2 separate regions of the Mus musculus genome follow, and region 1 is linked to region 2. A link is a contact called in public Hi-C data. All regions are on one chromosome and are shown on one strand. The core of a region is the stretch at or near the end of the contact, and the rest is flanking DNA. Distances in the headings are between cores, read along the strand shown. Region 1 overlaps Cacng2 (calcium channel, voltage-dependent, gamma subunit 2). Region 2 holds the start of Tst (thiosulfate sulfurtransferase, mitochondrial).

Region 1 (3,936 bases), core at 796-3,295, 320 kb before region 2:
CATCTGGAGAATGGGAATAATGGAGTTATTGGTGAGGCTGGGCCTCATTCATATACCCATTCTCTCATCAGTCACTCCCTGTCCCCAACTCTTGTTCTCTTCCCTGGCTCATACCTCACACACTCAGATCATTCTCTAAATGTGCCGGGATGATTATCTCTTCCTCCTTCAGGATGCCCTCTCTCCTGGGTACCAGAGGTGGGCACCCTCAGGTCTGGGACCCCAGTGCCTGGCACTTACCCCAGTCAGCAGCGTGTAGAAAATGATTGTGTGTCTGTGTTTTGGGCACTGGGATGAGTCCTTCGCAGACAATCCCCATGCCTAGAGAGCTTGAATTCAAACCCAGATAAGTCCTAAGCTTTCTGTTCTCCCTAGGGCACCAGTTATGCATTTCTGTTTTACTGGACCTTGATGTACTTAGCTCTGTGTCCCCAGGGCTCTGTGCCATCTAGGGAGGCGAACGAGAGTGGCTGAGCTGATCCTGAGGCTCCGTAATGCATTGCTAAAAACAATTACCATTGAAAGGGAAAAAGAAAAAGCTGGAACACACAGAGACCACAGGTTCCTGTCTCCAGGATTCTATCCCCTTGCTTCACTAGGAGCAAAAAAGCCCTGTGAGATGGGAGTCCTACCCATCCTGTCAGGTGCCAGCATTTGCCATGGGCAGCGTGCTCGGTGGACGCAGTGTGGATAGGCAGGTGCCTTTCCCCCGACCAACCTGACAATTAGACCACACTGCTCTGCGAACCAAGATGATGCCAGATCTCCTAAGCTGAATGGCCTTTGGTACATGCCAAGGGGTACTTCGGGGAAAGAGCCACCTCTGCCCCCTCAGACTCTGGGGCGGTGCATTTCCGGTAAGTGCTGTGCAGGAGCTGGGAACGAGCTGATAAGAGGACGCGGAAGTGCGATGGGCTCCAAAGGCCGCGTCTTCTCCAGGCACCTGAAGCGTTTTCCTTTCTGGAGCAAACTCTGTAATATTAATAAACGGCAGAGAGAAGGAGAGCAAAGCGACTCTTTCCCTTTGACACGGCGAAGATCACAGGGACGAGAGAGACCTTTAATCTTTATTAATGTGTCTCGAGGGGGCCTCTCCCGCAAGCTGTGGGAAGCAGACTTCCAAAGAGCTCGAATGGCTCCCCGTTCTCAGCATCCCCGGGTGCTTCAGATGACTGCCTGGTACTGTTCAGAGTTGAGCAGGGCCGCGTCATGGGGACCTGCTGTGTCCTGGGCAAGAACAAGGTAGTCCTAAGCTGGCTCCCATCTGTAGGGGGCTGGAAGGCAGGGGAATTCAGGACACAGGGCCCGGTCACATGGCCTGGCTTCTAACCAAGGGCACCAGTGCCCTGAAGAGGTTCAGAAGGAACTGGGCTGTGAGTGGCAGGCACAAGCAGACATTCCGCCTATGGGGCCACACCTGAGTTCATTAAGGAATGGCAGCTCCCTTGCTCATTTGTTCCTGGGTATTTCAGCTCTCTTCCGCCTTACCTAGCTAAAAGCTTCCTAAACTTGCCCATCTTCATATTAAACTTTGCTTGAGAGCAGAAAAAAAAATCTGGAACTTGATGTTATTCCAAGGGCCTCACACACCAAAGCTGCCAGGGTGACAGGGAGAGTAAGGAAGGAGGGGCCAAGGTAGGTCAGGGTCACACACACATAAGAGGCCAAGAGATGTGTGCATTCATTCATCCACCAAAACATTCATTGATCCATTCATTCATTCATTGAAAAGTATTTATTGATCTCCTACTTGGTGCCTCTCTGGGTGCCAGACCCTGGACAGGGTTAATGTCACCAAAGCCACATGAAAATGCAATGTTATTTCTGGTGATGTAGATGTGGCACGCCCTCTCCCTCCCTGGCACAGATCACACAGCTTCAGAGAGATCAGCCCATCCAGGCCTCCCACTGGGCTGCGGACTGACCAGGATTTAACTTCTGTTCCAGGCTGGCTTTTTGACTCTCTCTGAAGCCTCCTGACAGACCTGAGTTGGGCAGGCTGGCAGAGGAGGAAGGAGGAAGCAGCTGGGGTGTGCTCACTAAAGGCCTCGCCTAATTCGATTATGTTTGCTAGACTGGAGTAGAATAAAGGGGGCCGTCTCTTATCGCACCCGCTCCTAATGTTTACAGAGCAAGAAAGGAAAATGTCAAGGCAGAAATTTCAGTGTTGGGGGGCACATGCTTGAAAGCTGAAGTGTAGAGAGAATGGACTGGGAACAGAGTTTCTGATCGACACTTAGCTCTGATGAGAGAGGCGGGAGCCCTGGGAGTCAGAACCTTCAGAAGGTCAGGTGAGCATCCGGGCGCTGGTAGGGAAGAAGATCCGTGTAGGAGGATATCAGGGCATGGAGAGGCTCATGGGAAAGGTTCCTAAAGGAAGGGAGGTGGGGCTGGCATGTGGCAGGGGCATGTGGATGGTCACATGGTCACTTCCTGCATCTCCTTACTTCGTCCCAAGCCCTCTGCTCCCCCACCCCAATATCTACCCTCCCATGCAGCCAAAAGGAGTGTTCTAGCACAGCAGAGCCCCATGGTTAGCATTCGGACTCTGCCTAGGTTTGATGCGTGCTCAGCCCACTTGTGTGCCCTGTGTCCTGTGTAGGTTGCTTAATTGTCCTGCATGCCCATGGCCTCATCTCTGAGTAAGGAACCGAGCCACCTGAGACTCATAGGATTGTCACTGAGGAGCCAGTGCACACAGAGATCACACGGTAGCTGGTATGTTTAACAAATGAGAGCTTCTGTTCTTACTGCAGTGTGTTTCCTAGTGCCGAGGACCGAACCCAGAGCCTTGAGCCTGTTAGACACATACTCCCCCGCTGTCATATGCTAGCTTGTCATCACTGTAGGTCTTCTCATGCTATGCCCTTTTAAAATTCCACTAGTAAGCATACACTTGTGCACTCACATATGCACATATAAGCACACACATACACGCACACAACAACATACACAATACATGTACCCATACCCATACTCATCTATACACATTCACACATACACATACATAATGCTCTCATATGCACACACATATATATGTATCCCTAAGTGTGTGCATTCACATATATGTGTGCATGTGAGAATGTATATATGTATGTGTGTGCATGTAAGTGTGTATATGTGCATGTAAATGTGTATACACATATGTACATGTGTTTATACAAGTACAAGTGTATGTATACATTCACATTCATATATACATACAAATGCACATATGCACACATGCACACACATGCATATATATATTCTCACATGTACACATATATGTGAATGCACACACATAGTTACACATGTAAATATAAGCACACACATGCACACAAACATGCACATGCATATGTGTATATACATACCACACACATGTGCATACACACACATATATACATGCACACATGCATGCATACATAATATACACATATGCACATAAACACACACACACACACACACACACACACACACACACACACACACACACACTCTTCTCAATTCAGAGATGAACAAAGGACTAAAATCAACATCTCCCACAAGAAGCAGCCACACATATAAAGGGAGATGCTTGGTATATCTAACCCAAGGGGTGCAAGTCTAACTCTCAATGAGAAGATACCATCAGTGTGGCTGCTTTTAAGAAACCTAAGTAAATTGTGGTGGCAGGAGGTGGAGAAACGGCAACCCTGCGCACTGTGAATAAGGTATTAAGTGGTGTTGTCAATGTGGAGATGATATAGGTGTCACTCCAAAAGTTAAGAATAGAATGACCGCACAACTCACAATTACACTTCTGGGTACATAGTCTAAAGAATGGAAGGGGCCAAAGCTATTTGTATATCTTTGCTTATAGTTAAAACCCCAAATCAGCCCATACATCCCTTGGTGGTTATATGTGGTGTATCTATCCCGTGAAATATTATTCATCCTGAAAACAGAGGAAATTCTTTC
Region 2 (3,957 bases), core at 1,056-3,555:
CCCTGGACTTTGCCCAGTGCCGTCCCCTCCAAAGAGCCCCTGAAACAAAAGCCATGTACTGTGACAGGGCTGGGGACCTCTGCTTGTTTATCAACAACCAGGAAATGCAAGGTCAAGCAGTTGGGCTGAACCCTCCACATAAAAGTGGCTGAGCTGGAATGAGAACCCAGTCTCCCTGGCACTTCAGGGCAATCAGAAAAGGTAGGAAGAGTCAGAGAGAAGAGAGGGACCTTAGAACTCAGGCAGCCTGTGTCCCCTCTACAAGCCCCGACTTTCCTCGTCTGTAAAATGATAGGACGCTATGTCTGGGCCCCATTATCACTCATTTCTTGGTTTGCAGCCAGGAAAGCCCAATGGCCAGCTCCACTCTCCCTTCCTCCAGTTTCAGTTCCAAGAAGAAAATGGGGTTTTGAGTCAAGACCAGGAGGCATCCCAGGTTCAGAGTCTCTGGAAAGTGCCTAACAAGCATGCATCTTTCTCCTCTGACCTTCCCAGAGCCAAGCAGGCGGGAGAAATCAAAGGCCTGGAGAGAGTGAGACTGGAGCAATGCCAGCCTCTGCCAACTCCATGTGTGGCCTTGATCTACTGCTGCCTGTGTGCCAAGGCCCCCTCTGTCCAGTGGGATGAGAATTTAGTACTAAGACTGTAAAAACAGGGTTGCTGACATCAGCTGGCAGAAAGGAAGAGACAAGTTTTTGAAACTTTGTAGGCAAGTTTTGAAACTTTTTAGGCAACATTTTGAAACAAGTTAGGCAAAATGTATCCTGGAGTTAAGTCTTACTGATGAGGGAGGCAGAGAGAGAGAGAGAGAGAGAGAGAGAGAGAGAGAGAGAGAGAGAGAGAGAGGTGAGGTGGGCCAAAACTTGGGGTTGCCTCTGGTCAGGCGCCTCTAGAAAGCAGCATTTCATCTCCTGAGTTTATTTTTTCCTGACTCCTAAACTATACAGACTTCTTCAGGCTTTCTCACACATACCAAAGGGGACCCAAGGGGCCATCTTTCCAGGAATACCTAGCACAGGAGGAGCCCCTGAACCCTAGGAAATGGTGGTGGGACTGAATGGATTTATATCTGGATTTCGAACCCTGGGTTAAAACAAAATGATACCAGGTTCAAATCCAGATTCTACCACTTAACTGACCAAGTAACAATCCCCCAGTGCTTCATCTAAGTCAGGTATTTCATCCCGTCCATTTCCCTGGCTGATAGCTGCTGTAACAGACAGGTCGCAGCCACTTGCTGAGGTTATGAACTGAGGTGCCTTTCACAGACACTAGCCAGGGTCCCAGAAGAGCTCAGAAGGGCCTTGTTGATATTTGAAAGGGCTTCTGGGATGGAGAGAGTGGGAAGAGATTTGTAGACCTCTGTGCAGCCATACAAATGACTGCTTGTGGAGAGAACACCTTTTCGTACATCTACTGCATGTGGGAGCGCTGGTGCCTGGAAGTGGACCATGGATGGACAGGACCCCAGTCACCTAATAGGGGCAGCTTGTTAGCACCCGGCTATGGCACACAGGGCCCCCATGTATGAGCGCTATAAAAGACTTCAAGGTTGGCCGTACCCTCCCATTTTACAGATGGAAAGACAAGTCTACCTAGAGGGCCTGAGGGATCCAGGGGTTTTTTGATTCCCCATCCTTTTGTTGTGCAATCCTCCCAAGGGCCACTGGAACACCTACCTACTATATCCGGCTCCGGTTGTGTGCCCAGGTACCGTCCTTGGGCCCGAGAGTCCACCAGCTGGAACCTTTTAGACTGGAGATTCTCTAGGACCTGCTCATAGGTCTTGAGCAGGGAGAGATTCAGTGTGGCTTTGAAAACGGCTGGCTCTGGCCTCGAGGGCTCAGATGTCACCGGGTGGCCCTCCTTCAGCCAGTTCCGGAAGCCACCATTGAGCACTGACACTGTGCGGTGGCCAAACACACGAAACATCCACCAGACTCTGGGTGCATAGAAGCTGCCCAGGTCATCTCCATCGTATACCACCACATGTGTGTCGTTGCTTATGCCCAGGTTGCCCACATAGTCCCCAAAGTGGGCCTCACTGGGCAGCATCATCTCATAAGGCGAAGTCGTGTCCCGGCATTCCTCTATATCAAAGAAGGACGCGCCAGGCACGTGTCGCTCCTGGTACTCTTTGCGTGCCTGGCGGGTCCCGGGTGAGTACCAAGACGCGTCCAGCACCCGAAGGCTGGGCCCCAGGCGGCCAGACCGAATGGATTCCGCCAGCCACTTGGTGGATACCAGCGCCCGGTAGAGCACCTGATGTACCATAGTGTCAGTTCTGCGAGTCACCTGGCGCGGTTGGGAACCAGGAAAGAGACAGGCCTGAGAGGGCTGAGTGCGGTGGGCGGAGCCCAGGGGGCGGGGCTGTTGCTCCCACTACATTTTCCCAGCGTGCAATCGTAACTACACTCAGAGCCAGACTCACAGTGGGAGAGGTTGGCACATTCCCTAGGGAAAGCCTGCTCCACCCCTCCCACTTCCCCGGCGCCCTCCCTTTCTGGTGCCTAGGAGGGCAGGTGGGCGTGGCTAAGAGCTTCGGTGCATTACTATAGCAGCAAATTGGTGGGAGGGGCTGGCTCAGGACTCTGTCTTCAAGAATGGGAAAAACAAACACAAGTCAGAGATGGCCTTCCAGTCGCCTCTCCGGGCGCACTGATTACCCTTCTGCTTTCGTTTCTTGCAGCCAGAGTTCTCTGGCTTCTAGAATGTCCAATTCCGGTGAAAGGGCTCCAGGCACTCTGCCCTGCTTTCGCCAGGACCCAGCTAGCGGCTCCATCCTGGGCGGCTCGCTGCACTCAGTCGCAAAAGTAGCTGGGCTGGCACTCGCCCTTGCGCTCCGAAGAAGCTGGAGGGTTCAAACCAGGAGCCGGGAGGGTTCTCAAGTGGCCCGCACCATTGTACCGCCTCCCATGGGGGTGAGGAGAGAAACCTCTCTCGTAGACAGTCGGGATTCCGAACAGCTTCTGCGTCTTCGCACGGGAGTCTTGTTTGCCCCTCCTCGTATAATACTTCTCATACATAAAGGGGGCTATTTGAAGCTCGAGGTGACACTGGGGCAGCGCGCAACCCGGCTTCATGGCGCCTGCGTCCCCCGCAGTACGGGAAATGGAAGGTGCAACGTCTCGGAGTGGCCCAAACAGTGGGCTGTGCCCAAGTCTCCTCCCTTTGGCTGGCCGCAGGTTGGTGGCGGAAGGAGGGAACCTCTGAGGGCGTGGGGAGGGGGTGACATGGCGGAGCTGGGAAACGGGGAGCGCAAATCCCTGGTATCTGCTACCCAACGCGTCCTACTTGCTTTTCTGTGAGAGAGGGTGCTTCTCCGGGGGTGCATAGCGTGGTATCACGCGGGAGTGGAGGAGGGGATGCAGTCTATGAGAGAAGAGTTTCCAGGGCGCCTCTAATTTGCCTTAGGAAGACTGTCCGTGGCTGCTTGTGGCCGTCTGTGGGTTGGTGTGGGATAAGAGACAGGTGGGTAGCAGTGAGTGGATGGGGTTTGGAAAGACCTGATGCCTCCTGAGAAAGTTGGGGGGGGGGAGCAAGAGAATAAACAAAGCAATTCAGAGGAGCTGTGGTGAGGAGATCTAGCATGCCCCAAGAGGAGAAAGTAACAGAACGGAATAAAAATAAAACTAGCATTTATGAAGCCCGCCTTGCCGAGTGCCTTCACGACCCTGCCGGATTGAGCTGAACTCCCAACAGGAGAAACAGGTAGAGCCAGGAGGTGCCAAGGCACGTAGTGGAAAAGGGACTAATTTCTCACCTGAAGCCCAAAGTGGTGGGAGCTGCCTCGGTTTACCTGTCCATCCTTGAAGCCTTATGCTTAGTAGTAGTAGTAGTCGTCGTTGTCGTCTTGGGCTTCAGTTTTTACCACTTCATTGTAAATTTATATAAATCCCAATAAGCAAGATATCTGGAAATAGAGCATGGCTCCTGCAAACCAGCTGTACACCCCCT

Evidence for each region. A called contact is a pair of places that touch in the nucleus more often than the background predicts.
Region 1: a contact with region 2 is called in a Hi-C map of cerebellum, with 1.7 times the contacts expected there. The contact joins the enhancer-like site here to the promoter of Tst in region 2. A contact is called at or near these places in 1 of 484 Hi-C or Micro-C datasets (cerebellum), 2 of 115 datasets of contacts at active chromatin or transcription factors (large pre-B cells and pancreatic cancer cells) and 1 of 9 other capture datasets (adipose tissue).

The regions. Positions count from the first base shown.
Region 1 is chr15:78,081,051-78,084,986 of GRCm38.p6, forward strand. The region is part of intron 1 of Cacng2 (calcium channel, voltage-dependent, gamma subunit 2); the gene reads right to left. Among named protein-coding and RNA genes, the nearest start is that of A730060N03Rik, 36 kb to the right of the region's middle. Within about 2 kb of position 2,046, at least 10 of the 459 cell types and tissues checked have an H3K27ac peak or open chromatin away from gene starts, as enhancers often do. A contact at or near this core is called in cerebellum, where this site is marked.
Region 2 is chr15:78,403,560-78,407,516 of GRCm38.p6, forward strand. Tst (thiosulfate sulfurtransferase, mitochondrial) reads right to left here and starts at 2,306. Exons shown (of 2, transcript NM_009437.5): 1 at 1,680-2,306. The coding sequence starts at 2,274. It overlaps Mpst (mercaptopyruvate sulfurtransferase), which reads left to right and starts at 3,153. Exons shown (of 3, transcript NM_001162493.1): 1 at 3,153-3,185.